2 separate regions of the Anser cygnoides genome follow, and region 1 is linked to region 2. Evidence: chromatin contacts called from public Hi-C data. All regions are on one chromosome and are shown on one strand. The core of a region is the stretch at or near the end of the contact, and the rest is flanking DNA. Distances in the headings are between cores, read along the strand shown. Region 1 holds the start of PIK3CG (phosphatidylinositol-4,5-bisphosphate 3-kinase catalytic subunit gamma). Region 2 has its middle 39 kb from the start of CCDC71L.

What was found. A called contact is a pair of places that touch in the nucleus more often than the background predicts.
Region 1: a contact with region 2 is called in a Hi-C map of liver, with 4 times the contacts expected there. The contact joins the promoter of PIK3CG here to the enhancer-like site in region 2. A contact is called at or near these places in 2 of 7 Hi-C or Micro-C datasets (both in liver).

Annotation. Positions count from the first base shown.
Region 1 is chr1:15,247,484-15,250,501 of Taihu_goose_T2T_genome, reverse strand. PIK3CG (phosphatidylinositol-4,5-bisphosphate 3-kinase catalytic subunit gamma) reads right to left here and starts at 1,286. Exons shown (of 11, transcript XM_013190757.3): 1 at 764-1,286.
Region 2 is chr1:15,184,102-15,187,221 of Taihu_goose_T2T_genome, reverse strand. No RefSeq gene overlaps it. Among named protein-coding and RNA genes, the nearest start is that of CCDC71L, 39 kb to the left of the region's middle. Within about 2 kb of position 1,736, at least 3 of the 3 cell types and tissues checked have open chromatin away from gene starts, as enhancers often do. A contact at or near this core is called in liver, where this site is marked.

The DNA.
Region 1 (3,018 bases), core at 37-2,536, 64 kb before region 2:
ATGAACAGCTGTTTTTAGCAGGCTTAGCATCAAACCTGTGACTCCTCTTTGGGCCACGACCAAGGCCGCGACGAGCGAAGCCCCAGCCGACCTAAGGCTGACTCAGCCCTTCCCTGGGAGGCTGAGACGCCGGCTGACGACTCCCCACACCCTCTGCAGGGGGTCTCGGGGCCAGGAGCCTCCCCTGCGCCCCGGCACGGCGGGGAGCAGCGGCCCGGGGCTGCGCCTTCCCCCGGCCCCGGGCGGAGCGGGGCCCCCGCCCTGAGATGGCGGCCGGCGCCGTGCGCCCGCGGGGGCCGCTGCTGCGAGCGGGGCAAACCCCGCGGCCGCCACCTCCACCGCCGCCACCTCCGGGGGCCGGGCAGGGCCGGGCCGCGGAGCTGCGAGACCCCGGCGGTCCCCTGCGAGGCTCGGCCGCGGCGGGCAGCGCCGGCCTGGGGCAGGGTCCGGCGGCGCCCCCCGGGACGGAGCTACTCACCGCAGCGGCGGGGCCGCGGCCGGGCTCCGCGCAGGTGCTTTCCTCTCAGCGGGAAGCGGAGCGGGCCGGCGGCCGGGCGGGAGGCTCCATGGCCGGCGGGAGGCAGCTCCGGAGCCGCCGCCAATCACACGGCGGACGAAGAGGGAACCGGCGCTGGGGCCTCCCCGCCCCGCTCGGCCCGGCCCCGGCCCCGGCCCCGGCCCCGGGCTCTGCGGGTTCCCCGTCCCGTCCCGTCCCGTCCCGTCCCGTCCCGCACACCGAGGCGAGGACGAGGCTGGTCCTTACCGGGGCTTGCCTGGGCTGTCCTCGAAAAGCCCTGGCGATGGTGGTCTGGTGGTCTGCTCCACTGCTCCGTGGCCTTCTCCTTCGGAAAGGCTTTCATGCTGTCTGATTAGATGTCTACTTTTGCAGGATTAGCCTCTTACTTGTCTTATCCCCCCACACTCCCTCTTTTTTTATTTTTTTTCCTTTTTTTCCAGCTACTTTTTATTTGAAGGCGCTGGATTCTTGCTTTTCTGCTAGCCTCTCATCTCCAGGCCCCGCACCCTGTCTCTCTGCCTTTTGGTCGTCTTCCTCAGCCCCCTGGCGATTCCTGTAGCCTGCCCCTGGGCTCCTGCCAAAGGGGCCGCATCGGCTTTGGAAGGCGCTGCTCTGAACTGGACATCGTAGTACTCCAGCTACGGCCTTGCCAAGGCTGCCCGCAGCAGGAGTATTAATTCATCAGCCTTCCAGAGCCAGGACTCAAAATGCAGCACAGGCATAACCGTTCACTTCCAACTCAAACAAACAGCACCCCGTCACAACCCGTTCGCTCCCCTGGCTGCTGCCTGTTCGGCTCTGAAAGGAGCTGAGCATTTGTATCTCCTCACCTCTGCTTTGAAACGGATAACAAAATTATTTCAGTGGTTGTACCGAGACCTTTTCTGACCTTGATCTTGCAATGAGACTCAGAGGTGAACTCTGTGTGGCAAACAGCCCACATGCTTGCCCTGAACGACATGCTGACGGAAGGTGACATCTTCAGGGAGTGCTTGACAAGCCCATAGATTTCCACACAGGCTATAAAAGGGAATCTGAATTTTCTGTGTGCACTGTGTTAACCTCCATAGAGCGAAAAATATCAGAAGGGAATAACTAGTGTGTTCCTGTGTGTTCCTTGTACAGATGCTATTGTAAAAGTTTGGATAATTGTCGTTATAACAGTGGAGTTCTTTTGACTTAAAAAATCATTTGCATGACAACACTAAGAGTTGTAATACCAGCCTGAAGCAGAAAGTAATTCAGAAACAATAGTATAAACATGCAGTTTCAAAATTAATGTGTTACACTGAACAGTGGCTAAATGAAAGCGTAACTATTTCAGCTTCAAGTTCCCTTTTTACAAAGCTGGAGGCAAAATGAAAACCTTTAACAACCTTCACATGACGTGCTTGCAGCACAGGGGAAACACGGTGAAGATTCACTGACTTTGTGCTTGGTTTTCCTGGTACAATTGGTAATATTTGTCAGAGAAGTTCAGCTTTGCACAGCACGTGTATTGCTGAATGCTTTAAAATAGATTAGAAAACCTTATCAAATAGGAAGCCTCTTTTTTGTTGTTGTTGGCTGGGTCCCCAGATGGATCACTCCAGGAACAGAAATACAGCCAGTTTGGCTACTAATCCTGTTAAAATCCATGGACTTTATTTGGCGATGCACAAACATATGGAGATTTAAGCAGATGAATAAAAAAGACCTTCATTTGTCAAAAGACAAATACAGAGGGAATAATTTACAGCCTGAGCAAATGACACGTTTCATGTGTCACTTCAGCCAGAATTGTATAAAATATTTTTAAATAGCTATAAATCAACATAATGCTATTTGCAATGAAAGAATAAATTATTGTCTATATTCTATTTGAGAAAAGGAGGTAAAATATTTTGTAAGGTGTTATAGAAAAACTGAAAATCTTTGTCATTTCAGGATTTAGAAGCTTAATAATTTTTTTTTTTTCAGTTAATTTTCAGCTCCTATATAAGCAGCACACTTACTGCCCTTTGTGGCAAGTACGGGCTTTCCTGTTACCAAGCGTGCTCTCTTTATAGGTTGCATAGTCTTTAGAAATATATATTTTAACATTATTTTATTCCTGTTGATTTCCAAATGTGACTTTAACCCCTTTCCATAATCTGTCACTTTCCATTTTTTCATTGAATGACAGCCTGTACAATACATTGAAATGCACATTTTACCATATAAAAATGGAGCTCTAAACATTCAGAAATACCATAGCTTAATGAAGGAAGGTGAAGAATACAATTTGGTATTTAAATGAAGCTGATTTAATCAAAATTAGTCATGCAAAGAAGCAATCATTTTGCTAATATAATCTTGTGGGGTGCAGTCAAAATGCAATTATTTCCTTTATCTTTCAGCTGTAATAAAAATATGACAAGCAATTGCTGTCATGATCTTTAATGGGAGTTTTGGAGGCTGGAAAAAATGTAAGATGGTATCTTTTGTGTCCTCTGCACAGTCAAACATCAGTTTTTATGTTG
Region 2 (3,120 bases), core at 487-2,986:
TTTACCTCATGTCAGAGGATAATGGTGGCTTGCTTCTTTGTGTGATTAGTTTATGACTTTTTTCATTAAAGCCAAAACCTTTCTGTCATTATTCATCATCTGCATATGCTTTTCCTTAGGCTGGTACCTGCACTTTAGACTGGTACCTGCACTTTGCTGAAAACCTCCATGCAAAGACTGAGATTCTTGTCAGGACACCTTCAAGAAAACTGCCGTACTGAACCAAGCTCAAAGTTGGCTCGAAACCTCTTGGACAACGCGGTGGAGTGCACTGCCCTTGCATCTGACTCATGGAAAAGAGCTGCCCCATACCACCCGAGAGCAAAGTGCTTTACAAACAGCATGAGACCATGCCTAAACCCTTAGATAGCAAGAGATGTAAGACCACAGGAAGCATTGACTTTTCCACACTGGGAATGTGGAAGCTCCTCCATTTGTTTTGTGCTGTGAACCAACAGGCCAACAGACTGCTGCCAGTAAATCCAAATGCTGTCATCACAGCGGCTGCCCAGGAGCACAGAGGTGTGGGTTAATAGAACCTGCCAAAGCCAAGCACATAAAGAACTTCATCAAAATACGTCAGTGCATCAGACATCCATTTGCTTTCAATACTAAGGATAAACAAAGGTCACGCTGTCACCAGATCACAGAAGCTTGCTGGGCTTGATGCTATTTTTTGCTGAGTTGCTCAAGAATTAGAGAATAGCTGGCAATTTCATTCACAAATATTTGCACTCCTAACGGGGCAGTGGAAGCATGGATGACTGGAAAAGACATGGCTGTTCTACATCTGGGGAGGAGACAAATGATCTCTAAAGCTACCAGGCAGCATTTTTGCTGTCTCTTTGTTAGGAAACTTTCTGTTAGAGTGACATACAGAGCTGAAAGCCTCTACTAAAATGTGTTTGGCATCCAGCTCCAGCTTCTGGGTCTATGGTCCAGCATGGTCCACCTAGAAAGTGGCTACCAAAAGGAACCAGAGGCAGCAGCTGTGCTGCCTGCCTGCTCAGGAGCTCTGTGCACTCTGGGGCAGTGCCTGCTGCATTGGGAAGTCCCGTCCTTTTTCTCATCATCCAAAAGTTCAGCAATAGCAATCTGCATGCCTTGCTTGGCAGCCGTCCCAGTAGCACAAGAGCACTCTGTGATGGACTCTCTGGTTTCTAGGCTTGGATGACTACTTCTTAGACTTTCTAACAGCAACTTTTCATGCTGTCATTTCAAGCCATTTCATGGCTTATAGACACAACGGCACTGCAGATGAAATAGTAGGCATAGTCTTTTCAAGGGTCCCTTAGACCTGATCAGGAGTTTTAAGCTCTCCTTCTTTAAGATATATGGACCCCCCCAAGGAAGAATGGATTTTGAACCTCTGCTCTCAGACATATCTCCTTTTAACATGTGGAGTTCCAAAAGCAATGACAGATTAGAAACTCATGCCAAAGTCGCTGAAGCATTTAATAGAGCCCAAGGAAGCTAGTGTCAATCTTTCCTTTGTCCAGAATTACTTTAACAGAAGTATGCGACCTCTTCGAACTCTCTCTATGGCTCGTGTGAAATGAAATCTAACCTAAGTGCGGTAATCTGGGGGCATTAAATTACGTTTAACCTAAATCGTTAACAGTTGTTGATTCTCCACGTTGTAATTACATTGGCTACAAACGGGATCGAGTCCACAGCGCGGAGGAGACGTCAGTGGGGTGACTGGGAACTGACAGGCAGCAGCGCCAATCCCCGGTGCCGGGCTGGGAGGGCTCGGCAAGGGAGGGGGGCTCCGCACATATGTCCAGAAATTGCTGCAGTGGATGGCTTGGCTCGGCTCTCGCTGCTATTTAAAGGCACATGAGCTGCATGTTAAATTGAGCATTAGTATTTGCCTGGCTCGCCGGCTTACAGCTGGTTTGGTGGCGCTGTACAGCTCTCTTGTTGGGGGGCTGAGGACAAAATGAAGGCAGGAGCTGTAAGCACAGAAATTTTAGGACATGAGGGGCTAATTCCTACTTCTCATCTTGAGTGTTTCGTCAGGGCAACCCCCTGAAACAGAACGGCATTAGCAAATTAAGAGCATAGTTTGCCACTGTGCTTTGAGTTGCCAAGAAATGCCTGGTTTCTTCCACGAAGAGCCTGCTCAGATAAACCTCTCTACTTTTCGTGGAAGATAAGGAGGAGCGTTTGCAAGCAGAGGATTTGCCTGTTGCCTAGCCTGACCAGCCAGCCGGGGTGCCCGTTGTCAGCAGCTATCCCAGTGCTGCAGGAGGCGGGTGTAAAGCCTCAGGACACCTTTCCTACTTACTGTAGGGAAAAAAAAAAAAGTGGAATCTGTTAAATCCATAAATTGCTGTCTAAAATACCTATCAGCTCACTAACAAACTATTACCAAAAGGTTTTAAAATGCTAGTGAATGAGACAGGAACCACAGCACAAAGAAACTGAAGCTGCGCCTATACTAGCAAATGAAATGTGCCTGGGGCCATTCCCTGGCACTGAGGCCGGTTGGCAAGGAGCAGCCTGCATCCATAACATTAACCTCTCTTACCCTCCAAAACAGGGTGGTCGCATGGAAACTGGTGCTGGGAACAGTCCCTGGCCCACCGTGCTTCTGAACCCTACCCAGAAACAGGGCAGGGGAGAGGTGGCTGGCACCGGCCCACGTGCCAAGAACCGTGCCACAAATTTCACCGTGGGGAGGACGGGGAGTGCTCGGGGCACCCCGGTGCTGTCAAACCTCGTGGTGTTGAGTGAATTCCAGCCTCTGCTATGGACAAGAAAAATCTCACAGTGAATGAGAGCAGCTCCACCCTTTTATGCTCTTGGTTAGGAGCACAAGAACATGTAAGACATGTACTTTGCCCTGAAAGCCTTGCTGGCAGGAGTCACAGCCCTTGTGCCATGGGTGGGCGCACACCTCCTCTGCAGTGCAGATGTGTCTATCTGTGCCAAAGAGGAGCTATTTAATTTAATTTAATTTTATTTTAGAAATATAGTGTTTTGTATGACTTTTGTGGGTTTTTAAGGCTTTGTGTTCCTGTAATTGTTACGTTAATGTTTCGCCTTCTGAAATTTCTGATCCATACTTTCTCCTCTCAGCCATTTCTAATACAGTTTTGAATCCTTGAATTTCAT